Linked DNA regions of Sus scrofa: region 2 is linked to region 1. Evidence: chromatin contacts called from public Hi-C data. All regions are on one chromosome and are shown on one strand. The core of a region is the stretch at or near the end of the contact, and the rest is flanking DNA. Distances in the headings are between cores, read along the strand shown.

The links. Hi-C and Micro-C count contacts between places; a contact is called where the count stands out from the background.
Region 2: a Hi-C map of retroperitoneal adipose tissue shows a contact between it and region 1, with 2.2 times the contacts expected there. The contact joins two enhancer-like sites. A contact is called at or near these places in 3 of 5 promoter capture datasets (fetal liver, fetal skeletal muscle and liver), 19 of 47 Hi-C or Micro-C datasets (adipose tissue, alveolar macrophages, blood and 10 more) and 2 of 2 datasets of contacts at active chromatin or transcription factors (alveolar macrophages and skeletal muscle).

What each region holds. Positions count from the first base shown.
Region 1 is chr6:146,122,237-146,129,928 of Sscrofa11.1, forward strand. All of the region lies in intron 7 of LOC102162079 (a long non-coding RNA gene), which reads left to right. Among named protein-coding and RNA genes, the nearest start is that of SGIP1, 74 kb to the left of the region's middle. Within about 2 kb of position 4,780, at least 12 of the 83 cell types and tissues checked have an H3K27ac peak or open chromatin away from gene starts, as enhancers often do. A contact at or near this core is called in alveolar macrophages, omental adipose tissue and retroperitoneal adipose tissue, where this site is marked.
Region 2 is chr6:146,291,723-146,299,414 of Sscrofa11.1, forward strand. It overlaps PDE4B (phosphodiesterase 4B), which reads right to left. Exons shown (of 18, transcript NM_001130019.1): 6 at 122-158; 7 at 1-3. All of the region lies in intron 2 of LOC102162258 (a long non-coding RNA gene), which reads left to right. Among named protein-coding and RNA genes, the nearest start is that of SGIP1, 240 kb to the left of the region's middle. Within about 2 kb of position 3,604, at least 21 of the 83 cell types and tissues checked have an H3K27ac peak or open chromatin away from gene starts, as enhancers often do. A contact at or near this core is called in alveolar macrophages, omental adipose tissue and retroperitoneal adipose tissue, where this site is marked.

The sequences.
Region 1 (7,692 bases), core at 3,530-6,029:
CCACTGCATGAGGCCAGGGATCAAACCCACATCTTCACGGACGCTATGTCAGCTTCTTAACCCACTGAACCACAACAGGAACTCCTGCACAATCTTTTCTCACAGAAGGCCTTTATGGGTTAACAAAACTAGGATGTACTTGAGTGAGCCAACTAACTTCTGTCATTTTTCTCTGTTTGCAAAATAGAAGAACCAAAACAGGATACTCCTCATCCCAGGATGTTACGAGAAACCATTTTTTGAAAATGAATAATTGTTGACCAAGGAACAAAACGAACAGGTGTACTTGCCTGCTTAGATTAAGAATGCTTCCTTTAAGTAATAACATAAGCTTTTTTTCCCCTCTCGAAGGATTTCCTGACATCCTCAGACATGCTTTTTGCTGTTAATGAAAATAACATATATTGAACATTGCAAAGAATCCGGCACTCTTAAGTACTTATTATGCATGATTTGATGCAATTTTCCCAACTACCCTATATGTTAACCATTATTAACTTTATTTTATAGATGAGGAAATTGAGGCTTATGATATTAAACAATGTAACAAAAATCACTGGCTGGGATCAGAGCCAGAATCTGTACTCAGGTCAGTCTGATCCCCAAACTTAGGCATTTGGGTCATTACATTATGCTGCTAACCTAACACCCCTGGGCCTTTCAGTTGTTGCTTGCAGGCTGGTCATCTGGGGAAAGTGCCCGTTTTTTGGAAGTGAGCTACACTATTCATGCCTGGCACATAATAGGTGCTCAGTGAAATCCAAATGAATGCAGACTGAGAGGGAAGATACGAATGAGACATAGATTAACAATACGTTCCAGGCCAGGCGATTGTGACAAGTGCTAATAAGTGCCATCAACTTTGTGAGACAAAGAAGAGGGACGGAGCCCCTTCAGCTGCCACCAGGAAAGGCTGCTTGGAGAAAGTTGCCTTTGAGAGAGCAATGCCCTTTTGCCTTAGGGTCCCTCCTTGATTACTCTTGGCTGGTACAAGCAACTGATGAGTAACCAAAATGGTATGCACGGCATAGGGTCCTCAACCATTTAGTCATTCAGATGGTCCGTGCGTCACTCGGGTTCTTAGCTGTAGCCACAGAACCCTCCCTAACTCGCTTAGGCAAAAAAGGAATTGACTGAGGATCTCAGAGAGATCATGAAACCTCCAGGAGGACTGGAGCATCAAGGTGAGGGGCTGATCAACCTGGAAGAACCCCTGAACTCCCTGTGGATGCATCACTGCCACAACTGGGGACAGATACCTCAGCCTACTGTGGTGATGATAGGCAGAGAATGCCTCAGTCTCAGCTGCACCCCCAAGCAAGACACGCCAGCCACCCTTTTGGTTAAAAGACAGAGTCCATGGGGTATCCGTGTGATCACCTTGCTCTCTTCCTAATCAAAGGGTGTGGGGTTACCAGGGAAAGCCTAGCTTTATGCATTGAAGCCTGAACTTCAAGAAAGGCTAGGAAAGAGACTCTTGGCTTCCAAGTTGTCTGAGCAGAATTCAGAATGCAAACCATTCATCCAAATATAAGATGGTGATTCAAAAGATACTGAGGGGTTTTGTGAGGTATCCCATATGTTAATATCTTATAATAACAATAGTAGCTGAAACTTACTGAGTGAATACTATGTGCTTGGCACTTTGCCTCCCTTTCTTCCTGGCAAAAGCCATGCAACTGATAATATCAGTATCCTCATTTCACACAGGTGGATACTATGGCTGGGAGAGGTTCGTTTCTGTGGGTCATAAAATTAAGGTGGTTAAATTCTACACCACTTAGATGACAGGTCACTGCCACTTCCCAGAACTTCCTCTATCAGGACATTCTTCTTATGTTATTGTTATTATGCACTTAATGGCCACCTTTTCTGCTGAGTTTCATAAGCATACAGGAAGTCTGTTTTTTGTCCTCTCTCCAGCACCTGCGATGTTTATTCATTCGATTAACAGATACTCAGCTTCCATGATAGGTCTGGCATTTTCAGATGGTTGCTCATCAACGATGCATTGAATTTCTCTAATATGCCAGGCACTGTCAGTAGGTGCTGGGAGTGCTGCAGCCAAGACAGGCAAGGCCCCTGCCTCATGGACTTTATGTTCTGCCTGAGGGAGACAGGTAACTAACAAATAAACAAGTATATAAAATAACTCGAAATGATGCATGCTATGAGGAAAAATAAAGCAAAGGAGGGGATAAAAAGTAATGGGGTGGAGTGATAAGGAGGGCCTCTTTGCAGAGATAGTGTTCAATTCACCAGAAGGAAGGAGAGAATGACTCCTAGAAAGATCTGGAGAACCATGCTCTAGGTGGTGGGAATAGCAAGTGCAAAGGCCCTGAGGTAGGACTGAACTTGGTCTGTTCTGGGAACAAGACCAGTATGGCTGAGCATCATAAATAAAAGGGGAAGTGGTTGGAGATGAGTTCAGAGAGATAGGCCAGATCATATACAGCCTTGGGGCCACTCCCTGATAGGGAATTTAAGTTGTATTCAATACACGACCAGCATTGGATGGTTTTGAACAAGGGAATGCCATGATCTGCTTTAGCTTTTTTTTTTTTTTTTAGTAATGATTTTTATTTTTTCCATTATAGCTGGTTTACAGTGTTCTGTCAAATTTCTACTATGCAGCAAGGTGACCCAGTTACACATACACGTATGCATTCTTTTTTCTCACATTATCATGCTCCATCATAAGTGACTAGACATAGTTCCCAGTATGCAGCAGCATCTCATTGCTTATCCACTCCAATGCAATAGTTTGCATCTATTAACCCCCAATTCCCAGTCCATCCCACATGCTTCTCCTTCCCCTTGGCAACCACAAGCCTGTTCTCCATATGTCCCTGATTTTCTTTTCTGTGGAAAGCTTCATTTGTACTTTAGTTTTAACTAGGTTATGGCAGCAGCTATGTGGAAAGTAGCCTGGAAGTGGGGCAAGATTCGAAATAGGAAGGTTATGTAGATAGTTTAGCCGTGGACTAAGGTATGAAGGATAAAAAGACATGGCTGGATTTGGGGGTTTATTTTGAAGATGAAGCAGGTTTCCAAATGAATTCAACTAGGGTGAGGGGTGGGAATGAAAACAGATCGAGTAATGGGAGATGTCACTTCACGAGACTTGGGTGGGAGAAAGCTTTGGAGGAAAAATTCAGAATTTATGGTATTTAGGGATGGCCCCTTAGAGGGTCTTCCTGGATCTGAGTGGAGGTGCTCAGATGCCATTGGCTGGATGGACGTAAAAGTTGGGATTTCAGGGGAGAAGCATCAGGACCAGATGCACAAACTTGAGAGATGCCTATACAGCTGGTGTTTCAAGTCTGGAGACTGGATGGGATCCTCTTAGCTAGAACTTGATAAACTCGCTAAAGATTTAGAGATAGAAATTGGGCCCGAACGTAGGTTTGACTCAAAGCCTTAAGGCACATAACTTGCAACATCTTTTCTGAACATCAGGACAGGAAGAGAAAACAGTTCTACAGAAGGAGAGAGATAAAGAGAGAAGGAGAGAAGCAGAGAGAGAGAGTGGTAAGGAGAGAAAGAGACACTGAGGGGAAAAAAAAAAAAAGGAGGTAGAAAGAGGAGGGCCAAATAGAGGGAAAAACCATCAAAGGGAGAGGCCAGCCTGGGATGCAGAAGAAGAAGGCAAGAGGTTAGCATTTCTGGCTGGAACTCTATAATCTCATTTTCAAGCACTGTGATTCTTACAATCACGTCTGCCCACTGAGCGCTTTTTTTGGTTTTGTTGACAGCATTTTCTAGAATTACTCATGGAATTCACTTAATAAGCCCTCTTGGGAGCAATCTATTTCTATTCGGTATCAGGAATAGCTATTTTTCTTGAGAACTTTAAAATAAATCCTGAGAAATCTAGGGACCCCATCGCTAGTCAGGTTTTCTTTTTGTATATTGATGCTGGGAACCTTAAACCCTCTTGAGCGATGTGTTTGCGAAAGCCTCATTTCAACTCCATTTTAGGCCTTGATCGCGTTTGCCTTTTTTACTTATTTGTGCTTCTGGTTTAAATTTCTTTGCTCTTTTTAAATATCCCTGACAGCTACTTCAACTGCTGTGTGGAGCAAGGCAGGGAATAACAAACACATGTGGCATCTGCAAGAACCTTTGTTTCAAATCATCTGTTCCATTGCCCTTATAAACTCACTTCGCAGAAGTGTGTCTCAACTTCAGGTAGAGAACTTATGTCCCTCAGTCCACCAAGGGCCTGTCCCCCACATGTCTGCTCTATCTTTCTTTCCCAAGAGAGGGAGTCAACCAGCTCAGCTCTCCTCCCTTTAATCACTTGGCAGAAAAGAGGCCGCATTAGCTTAACTACTTGTACCCCAATGTTGCCAGCACACTTGGTAGCACCTCTTCGGTCAAATCCAGACTAGTCCAGCTCCACCTGGAAAAAACCCAGTGCAGTTACTTGCCTGCTTTGGCTCGTAGCAGGGATTGCAGCTTGGCGGTCTAAGTTGTAGTCGCCCCAGGATACAGTTCCAAGGTCACACGGAGGACCATTGGTTTGGGCCTCCAAGGAGGTGTCCCCGTGAAGGACGACTGCCAAAGCCAGCTCACATCTAGAATGGAGAGGTTACCACACTCCAGGAACAAGGTCTTGGCATATCATGGAGTCTTGGCATTCGTCATGACAGAAAACACCATTGCCACCTGCCCGAACAGGAAAACAGGAAAATGGTGGTCAAGAGCACTACATGCGATGGGCAATTTCCTGGGGGACTCCCAGAAGGAACAGAGAGGAGTTTGAGGAAGTGGGAATTATTGCAACAGCAGGTGGGGGAAGAGCCAGAGAAATACTGTTTTGATACAGAGTTATTAAGATCCAAGCTGGTTTGGCCTAGAGAAATTCTAGCTAGATACTATTTTTAGAAAGAGTTGAACAGTCGCAGCATAGACAGTTTTGATTTAAATCTGTTTCTATAGCTTCCTTGAATGCTGGAGTAAATTTCCTTCCCCCAAAGTCCTTAGGAACGCACTCACTCTTGGGAATGAGTAAGCTGTATACTGGAGAAGGGAGATAGATTTCCAGTCATCGATCCGTCATTTGTGAATATTTATTAAGAAGCTATGACAAGCTTCTACTGTGCTTGGGGCAGATCTACTTATAGAACAAAAAGTGGTTGTCATGGAAACTGCAGATAGCTACCATCCTCTCTGGACTCAGAACAAGGAGTGAAAAGCCCTCTGAGCAAGTTATTGTCTCTAGCCAAGAAGCCTAGGAGCTTCAAGGCTGTTCTAATACTAGACTTCTTGTTTTGTGCATGAATCTCCCATTTTAGTTCTGAAATGTACTGTGAAATCAGGGCTCTTCTGGTGAAGAGGAAGGTCATGACTCAAGCCGGTGACACACCCCTCAGGTCTGTGTTGCCTTTTTTAGCATGCAAATCCACCCTTGTCTTTGCATGTGCCTTAGCCTGGCTAACACTGCAAAGAGAGCAAAGGGCTGAGGACGGGGGTATATGGCAGATGAGCTGGACTAGGGCAAGTTCATCATTTAATACTAGTGATTTTACATGAGTGATTTAAACAGGCCCAGAATCCCAGAGATGAGTGGCAGAGACTAAGGATGAGCAGCTTGCCTTTCACTTAATGTACCTGCTCTCTCAAATTCCATCTGTACTACTTAATGATTCCTTAACATTATGCAACTGCCTCCAGCCCTCAGAGCCTCAGATGCCTCCTATGTTAAATGGGGAGATAAGTTATCAGATCACAGAGTTATCTGAAAAAGTAAATGAGAAACTGCACGTAAAAAGTTTTTTATATTTTTCTTTTAACTATTAGGAATTAATGGTACTTTCATGGAAAGAGGTCAGCACCCTGTTTAGGCCTTTGTTTGCATCTATTCTGCATTGCGTGCTCAGATTCTGGCCCAGTGCCTGGTTTACGGTAGGAGTTCAGTAAATGTTTGTTATTGAATCAATGAGAAAGAGTTGTAATTGCTTATCTTAAAATCTCTTTGATATTTGATTGCAAGAATTGGAAGGGAAGTCTCAAGGTCACCTGGTGTCTCAAGGTCATCTGTGCCTCTGCTTCTGGCCATGCAGAAGAGGTAGTTTGGTATAAAATGAAAGCTGTCCCAAGGACATGAATGTCCGTTGAGCTCACAGCTGATCAACAGGAGCTTTGGATAGACACTTACGTAGGACATAAAACAGAGGGGAACTGGCCTTCCTTTAGATGGAGTAGGCTGTTTTCTACATCAGTAGTTCCATCTTCTCTAAAATAATTCTACTATCTTTATCTTCCTGATGGTCCATGGGATGATGTCTCTAGAAGACTCCTATTGAAAATACAAATATGTTTTCAGAGAATGATGGTTTACAAAGTCAGTAAGAAGTTCTTGAACCAGCAGCGAATAGGGACCACTGAGCAGTAAACTTTTCAAGTGGGGAGGAGGGATTAATGGTAGAGGAGATTTAGGGTTATTTCTTCAGGACCATGAATAAGCTGGTGTACCTAGGTGGGTCCCAGATGAGCTGGGGTCAACTCAGGAACACTGAGGACTCAAGAAATGTGGGATGGGCATCTAAGGCAGATGTGGCAAACGCTGCCATTTTAACCAATTTTTAAGATAACTAAAATTTTCCAAACACAGTTACATAAATTTTCTCATCTCTCATGACAACTGTGTGAAGTCGTCAAAGAGGATCCTGATCATCACCCCACAGTTTCAAATGAGGAAAGAGGCCTAGATTGGTCAAGTAGCATGTTGAGCAGCATTCAGATGATCTATAGAAAAAGTGGTACTAGAGTTTATTTCTTTTGACTCCTAATTGGGTTTTCATTAAATTCTGATGCCTCTCTGACTTGGACAACCAACAAACAAAACAGTGATAATGAAATAAAGACCATACCAGCAGCCTTCTTTTATGCTGCTATTACCATGTAGAGGGCCTTGTGTGAAACAGTGGAGAAACATTTTGTCATTTATAAATGATCACCTGCATTTTCCAGATGTGGGAAAGGAGTCATGGAGGGGGTAGATAGGGTACCCACACTCCTGCTGCTGGTGAGAGGTGGGGTGCAAGACTCTGATCCCCATCAGTCTGCTGTCAAAGTCTGGGGGGTGCTCAGAACTCTTGCGCTAAAGCATCTCTAGGTTGAAAGGATCCTAAAGATAGTTTGGCAGAATCACTCATCCAGATCCTTCCCCAGTGTCTCCCTAAATGCTTCTCTATGTGTTTAGCTTAGAGAAATCCATCTGCCTATTTCCTGGGGCAGCCTGTTCCATTTTAGGACAGTTCTCATGGTTATAACACCAAAGGGAGAGTTTTTTTTTGTTGTTTTTTTTTTAATTCTCTCAGCAGCAGATACAAGAACATTTTCACAGGAAAACACTTTGATAGCCTCACTTGAGGCCAATCTAAGCCTCTTGAGGTTTGAGAGTTGGCTGGTGCTGCTTTAGAGAAAATGACCAGGAGTTGTGTAAGAGGCACTGATTTGTAGCTCTCAGAGGGCTGGGAGAATGAATATGGAAAAGGGGGGGAGGGAGGCAGGGTGAGGGAAATGGGAGCAAGCTGCGTGCTTCTTTGTGTATCTCCTCTTTACCACCCCCCCAAGCCTCCCCCCACCCCCAAAAAAAAACTTCTACCAAGTCTACAAAATCCTAAAACATTTGTTTGGATTTTTATGGACATCTTTGAAAGAGTTGGCCTAGGGATATTCCCA
Region 2 (7,692 bases), core at 2,354-4,853, 170 kb after region 1:
GACCTACGAAGAAAAGGTTTCCGTGGTTAAGGAACAAAAGGAGAGCAATGGCAGGTTCAGAGGCCACGCGTTGAAACTAGAGGGACGGAGGAAGAGTGAGCCTGGCCAGCATGATACATACCTGGGCAAAAGGCGTCACAATCAAGTCATCGCCGTGTCTGATGAAAAGAGAGAAAAGAAACGTTTTAAAACATGTAACTGTGACATAGGAGCTGTGATGTCATACTTTATCAGTGTTGGCACCACAAATGTTATACTCAGCTTAAATGTTGAGTGTAGGGATGCAACCTACTCTTACCACATACATTATATCACAAATGTTATATCCCTTCTGCCTGGATATAAGGCAGGGCGTTTTTAGGAGTAGATGGGGATTTCAGGGACTTGGGAAAAAAAAAAAAAAAGAAAAGAAAGAACACCAAGTTCATGGCTCCTGGATTTACAGTGGCTGCACATGAAAGCACTTGCAAGTAAGCATATAGCTTCGGGGTATATTCCCATTAACTAGCAGACCCAGAGTACCGGAATTCAAAGCGATTTGTGAATTTGGGTTGCCAGAGCCAGGAAATTCAAAGGGAGAGCTGCTCACAAGCACACACAGAGTTGGAAAAAATGGCATAACAGTCTGGATAAAGGTTAACTTTGGATTTCCTGGCTTTTGTTGATGTGAACCACATCCTTCGTGCCATTTAAACACAGATTTCTGTCTGGGAATCCCATTACTTTTTGTGCTTCATACAACTTTTTTCTTAAAGTACCCAAGGAAAAGCTTTTAAGAGAGTGTAGGGGGGCAACCTACTATTACCACATCATTGTCTCTCACTTTGCCACAAAGCGCTGATTAAGCTGAACCTAAGGTTACGGAAATCTGTACTCAGGAATAGCCACAACCGTGTTTTCAGAAATACACGCTCTCTCTGGCACACGTTTGGATAAATTTTCTTAAGCCCACACTCAGCAAGCTCGCCATTAAATTCATTAGAAGACACGCTGGCCTGAGTTGCAGACACAATTAGGCCGGTTTGCCATCATTGTGGGAATCACAATAGCCACATAGAAGGTGGTTGGTAATGAGTTTCCTTTACGGGTCATCTTCTCTGTCCCCAGGATCGCCCTACAAATATGGCACCTTATTCATTAACTATGTGGGAGCAACTGGTGATGATTAAGCACCTGCCTAGTACCGCGCATGACCTGAGACTTAGGAATCCAGGGCTAGATAACACCTGCATCCTGTGTGCCCCTTCTCTAGGGTTGGCTTTTACTTTGGGGTCTTTGGGGTCTTATTTAGCACATTATTTTCCTTTCTACCTTGGTCTTTAGCTAGAAGCCCCCCTTTAATTTCATCTAGTAAACTTCCGGTTTGTACAAGGACTAAGTGACTATAAAAAGAACACGGACAAGAGAGAAAGCATCCTTTGAGTGATGACCATCTGTCAGGCTCTGCGTGACATCTCATTTAATTCTTGTAACAAGACTTGAGGCAAATACTCTTATTCCCATTTTATGGATGACATCAAGGCTCAGAGCAGGTAAGCAACTGCATAACGAGCACATCGCTAATACATACGTGGAAGAACTAAAACCATCTGATTCCAAAAAATATGTGCTTTTAACTATTGTCTCCTATTTTATGAGGACCCCGTGTTGTGGATTGAATAATAAGAATTCATGATCCTCTCAAATTTAAACATCATAGGGAAGACAGAAAAATATTTAAACACTGTAGTAGATATCAGAAATATAGAATGAGAAATATCAGCAGTTGATACTTAATGGGATGCAAACGAGAAGTGACAATTACAGAGGAGACAAAGAAAAGGCGTGATGGAATGGGTGGTGTTGGAGAGGAACTAGGAAGGGCAGCCTTTAAAAGGTGTGCGTGGTCTACAGCATAAATGGACAGAACATTGTAAATCTATAACTGTAATAAAAAATATAAAAAAAATCACAAATTAAAAAAATAAAATAGTGGAAAGAAAAAAATAAAAGGCGCACATGGTCAAGGCAACTACTGAGAGCAATGCAAAAACAAATGCACAGGAAGTATGGAACACTGAGATGCCCTGTGGCTGTTTGGGTAGAGCTGAGCGCACAACAGATGCCTGTAGAAGGTAAGACTTGAAGGCACTATCTTAGCCATCATAGCCATAGTACGGACATCGTGGACAACAGCTGTGGAGTCAATGCTTAACTGAGAAAATGAGCCAGTGAAGGGAAAATGAGCCAGTGAAGGTTTTTAGTCAGATGTGAGAATAGAAAAGTGCTTTAGAACGTGAAGCACTATGGACACCAGGAGATGGATGGGAGAGAGGACAGAGCCAGGAAGAGCAGCTGGGGGACATCGCAGTCATTCAGATGAGAAGAAATTGGCAAGGCCGAGGGAGAAACAGGAAAAGACCATTGGAGGAGACCCTGAACGTCTTGCCAAGGACTTGACACTTAATTGGATAAGGGGCCATAAAGAAACAGTACTTTCAGTTTTAAAAAGGGGTATCTGGGAAAATAGTGAAGTTGTGAGTCGAAATTAACAAGTGAGGAGGTGGAGAAGACACGTCACTTTCCCACATGTTGAGTTCTAAGATCCTCCTTGATATCCTGGGGGAAAGAGCAAGTGGGGAGCCTAAAACATGTGGCTTAGAGCTGGAGATTTAGGATTTACCTACACTGATGGGGGCTGTTAAAGCAATGGCAGGGCGTGGCTTCCTGAGGTGGGGGCATAAAGAGGAAGAACCTCAGGGTTCTTGCAGGCGAGCCAAAATGAGAGAGGGAGTAGAGTTAAGAGAGGAGCATCTGTGATAAGTGTAGGGAGGTAAACTCTTACAAGAACGACCCCTTCCCAAGCTATTTTTTGGAGACGAACTTTGAACGGGTGAAATACAGGGCTATTTGTTTAGATGTCTGCTGTGGAGTTCATGCTCTTCAGAAGACATCGGGGCGAGCTGGGGATAAGAGAACAGAGTTAGAGTTAAGAAGATCTTCTACGGCTGCTGGATTTTTGGAGTCTAAATGCCCAACAAAAGGTATATAATAGAAGCAAGGTCATACGTATGTAGTACCTAAAGCTCACATATTGTTGAGTAAATTGGGAGTTACTAAAACTATACAAACTAATGACTAGAGGGTTTTATAAAAAATAAAAAACAAACAACAACAACAACCAAAAGCATTAAGAGAAGCACCATGTCAAAATGACTTTACCATTATGCAACTCTGGAAGTCTAGGAGAGCAGGACATTCAGAGGCAAGAGATGAACATGCCAATCCCCAGCCCTGGGTCCCTTAAAGAACTTGAGCTGTAAAAGCTAATGACCACGTCAGACAGTAGCTGCTAGAAAAATGATCAGATAATTTATAGATAATTCATAGCAAGAAGAGGAAAGAAACAAAACAAGACGAAACTCCTATTTGAGTATAGCCAGATTATTTACAAAACTATTCTAAATTTTAAAAACCTTAATTTGATTTTTATTAATAATAAAACGGCATGAATGAACCACTTGGTTGGTTATGAAAACTGTGTTTTCCAAACCAGCAGAGAGGGCAGTGCCTCTGAGGAACAAGGCCAGATATTCAGAACCATAGCAAGAGCACCATCTAGTGGCAAAACTAGCACATTACAGCACATTACAATTTTGTAGGAAAATTGGAAGATGAGAAGCCTGTGAATTGAGTGTAGGTCTGCTCTCAACAATAAATGCTTTTCTTGAAAGCAAACATGCCACTTCCTACTGTTATACTCTGTACTTTATCAATTTGACCTTTCTCTGTTTCATACCTACACATAGAATTTGATGTGCAGTTTTCTTGTAATACTGATTTTAGTCTGTCTTAGAAACACACTATTGCAGTTGAGAGCAATGCTTTTGGACTAAACAGCATGGGTTTGTTTCTCAGCTGCACTAGCACTAACTATGAGACATTAGGCAACCTCTATGCCTCAACTGCTTCATCTGTAGAATGGGGTGTTGTGATAATTAACTACTCTTATAATGTGCTTGGCACATACAAGCATTTATTTTAAATTTTATTTTATTTTATTTATTCAGTTATAGTTATTCTTATTAGTAATAGGTATCATTATTATTATAATTAAGTAATTGCATGTCTATCTTACCAGCTGATGAGAACTTCTTAGGATAGTCATTTCTGCCCCTATGACAGTGGAGAGAACTCATATTTATACTACACTTTATATTTACAAGTCATTTTCATGTACCTTATTTCATGCGATGAGAGAATGTTCTTGACACCAGAGAGGGGTTAAGCACCTATCTTGCTGTTCAAGCCCGAACCCTCCCTACTGCCAACCACCAACCCCCGTGGATCCTAACTTGCAAGTATGTATTAACTGCCTGCAGGCTCTGCTCTAATGTGGATCCCCGTCCTCTATTAGGCGGATTACCAAAGCCACCTCCCATGTGGCTGTCACTTGCCACGGTGCCAGGAAGTGTGATGGCTGTAAGTTTAACTCCAGTCTTAGACATGCCACTGTAATTTTTGGTCGTCCATCAATACTCAGGTCTTCAATTGAAGTGGGCTCTTATTTCTGCTTTTCCTCTTCGTTCTCAGGTCTCATTTCCCTTGACTGCTCTCTCTACTTGCTCCTCACACCATGGCAGCTTTAGAACATTCTTTGTATGATAAGCCTTTGCAAATAGGATAAGCAAATGAAGGACACAGGGATCTTCCTTCTCTGTGGCTTTGCAGATGGAGAAGTCAAAACTTGTTCCTGTCCAAGGTGGTTCCTGCCACAGTTTGGGGCAATGTAACTGGCCTCACCAGTTTCCCGTATTTGCTGTTCCCATTGGGGAATTCGTACCTTGGTGTACAAAGGCGCTACGTAATAGTCAAAGATGACTATTACACAGGAACTGAAGAGGAGCCAATGCAGGATTGCTACATCCAAGAAAGCGTTTGCAATTTCCTTTCGGGATCTAATGATGATCTTGTTTTCTTTACTAGAAGGTCTTATTTGAATCTCTCTTTTGTGCTGTACGCTAAAGCCACTTTTCACTATCCATTTACATTTTTACGCAATATCTTTTTACTCATTCTCCCCACCCATGTTTCTCCTCCTTAGAGAGTTCAGATGAGAAATTGTAAAAAGCTAGTGTTGTCTCCACTGTTAAGACTGAATGCTGAGGGAGGAGTTCCCATCATGGTGCAGCGGAAATGAATCCGACTAGGAACCATGAAGTTTCGGGTTCCATCCCCGGTCTTGCTCAGTGGGTTAAGGATCCGGTGTTGCGGTGGCATGGGTCATAGATGTGGCTCGGATCCTGAGTTGCTGTGGCTGTGGTGTAGGCAGGCAGCTGTAGCTCTGATTAGGTCCTGAGCCTGCGACCTCCGTATGCTGCAAGTGCAGCACTAAAAAGCAAAAAAAAAAAAAAAAAAAAAAAAAAAAAAAAAATTGCATGCTGAGGAATTATGCAAAGTTTTCCACCTCTTATGCAAACTTGTGACTGTTCCGTGCTGGATACAACAGGCTCCTGAGCAGAGAACATGCTGCAGCCCCTCCCCAGTGGACTTCACATCAAAACTCTCGCCTTATCATTGTCCTTCTTTTTCTTGGCTTTATGGGTGGAAGCAGGAGAAGCAGGAAGAGGCTCAGGGGCTGCTATTCCTCCATTTATTTCAAGCCATCCTGAAGACTAATAATTGGGTGAAACAGCTTTGAGAGCATGACTTCAGTTTGGCTCAAGATATCTGTGTAAAACTGGATTTTCCAACATGATCCTGATAAAATGAAATGCCAGGAGAATCTAGAAGCTCTACTTCTTGTTGTGTTGAGAAATATAAATTCCTGAACTAACAAATATATGCACGTCTTACTGTAATGGTGAAATATTTGCAAAACAAAATTTTACGCTAGTTTTATTCACTCAAAAATTTTCATATATCTTATCATCAATATGTTTGCTAGGATGAGATTATGGTGCCAACTGGGTTTTCTTGGGAAGGACTATTATTTACTACAAAAGTGTGCCCTTACTGTCTTTTTAAGTTCTTTTTTAAGTGAGAATAATACTAGTAAACTTACATTTAACTTGCCTAAATCTAAAGGTGGAAACATGATGTAGGTTCTTAAGTTAGGGGGGAAGTTTTGCGGGTTGGTAAAGCTGAAAAGAGGGTAACGCTTAGCATTAGAGACCCTGAATGCAAAGTCATTCAGAACTAGATGTCTGTTTCTACCGCTATAAACTGAGTTGGACTGTGACCTTGAAGGTCTCCTCAAGTTCATAATTTCTTTTTCGGATTTTTATTAAAGTATCGTTGATTTACAGTGTTCTGTCAATTGCTGCTCTACAGCACAGTGACCCCATCATACACACATATACATTCTCTTTCTCATTACTTTGTGATTCTAAGTAAGAAATCCCCAGAGGTTCATCTGAAATTTGGTGAGAACCTCCTGGGAAGCCTCAGGCTGTTTGTCCTGAGTCTGGGGGAACTGTAATCACTTCCCAAAGCTAGCCTTTCACCCCTGAAACATTAGGAGAACGAGGCTCTAATTACTTCCAGCTTGCCACGTCTCCTGTGCTCTCCCGCTAGGGGGTTTGTTTTGGTGGAAGAGACAAAATGCCAAGTAGATGTGCTGTCAAAGACCCCATCCCACACTTGGCCAGAAACGTCCTTGCTTCTACACGATCTCCAGGAAAGTGGTTCCCTCCACTCTGCACTCATGCTTTCTACCGGGTCACAGGGATTCTACATTGCAGCTTTAAAAACATAGGCAAATAGAGTTCAAACGTTTTGCCTATGGTCTGTCTTAGCTACTTCAAGGGATAAAGCACAGCAGAGAGTCCGAAGTTGGGGCAGGTTCCTCAGTTTCGCAGAGTCTCCGTTTCATCCCCTATAGAATGGAGGTAACGACGGCTCCTTCCTGACAGGACTGTTGTAAAGATTAAAAGAGAGAACACATGAACAGGGGCCCCGGATAAGCCCTCACTAACCGTAGCAGAATATTCCTCTTCTCTTTCTTATTGAACTGTAACCTCCCTGAGAGCATGCAACTTTTTGAGACTCCTATCTGTTTTTAACTCATCTGTGATTTTTTCCACTGTTCTGTTCATCTCTTCCGCCCAGAGCCTGGCTCACGGCATGGCACACAGGAGAGATTCAGTAAATATTTGCCAAGTGAGTGAATACATGAATTTGGGTCAGTGATTGAAATATTTTAGGGTTGGGGGTGTGTCTCTTAAAATTAGCGATGGAAATGCCCTGGGGACTACTTTCTTATTGGTGGCTTTAAAATGACCCCTGACCCTTTCATAAGAGGGTGGCAGTTTTCAGCATCCTTTCCAACAACAGAAGAGAGCCCGGTGGAATTTTCCAGGCTGGATCCTTTAGGGAGCTACTGATATTTTCATAACATATGATTTTAAAAACAATTGTATGTGTGCCCAGAAACCTTTTAAGGCCCAAATTCCAGCATCCACTTTTATTTGGTGTCAGAAACTTAATAAACTAGTAACACAATCCAGTCATTGTTCTTTAAATAAAAATTAGAGATCTACAATTAACAGCGGCAAAACAGAAACATCAGCCGTGCTTAATAGGGCGGTGGAGTGTGTTATGTCTCACCTACAAGCCAGGCAACAAACGGGCATTGTGTGAAGGATCCAGAGAAAGGATACAGACATGTGGCTAGACAGCCGCTTATTAAATGTCACCCAGCAAAGGCCATTC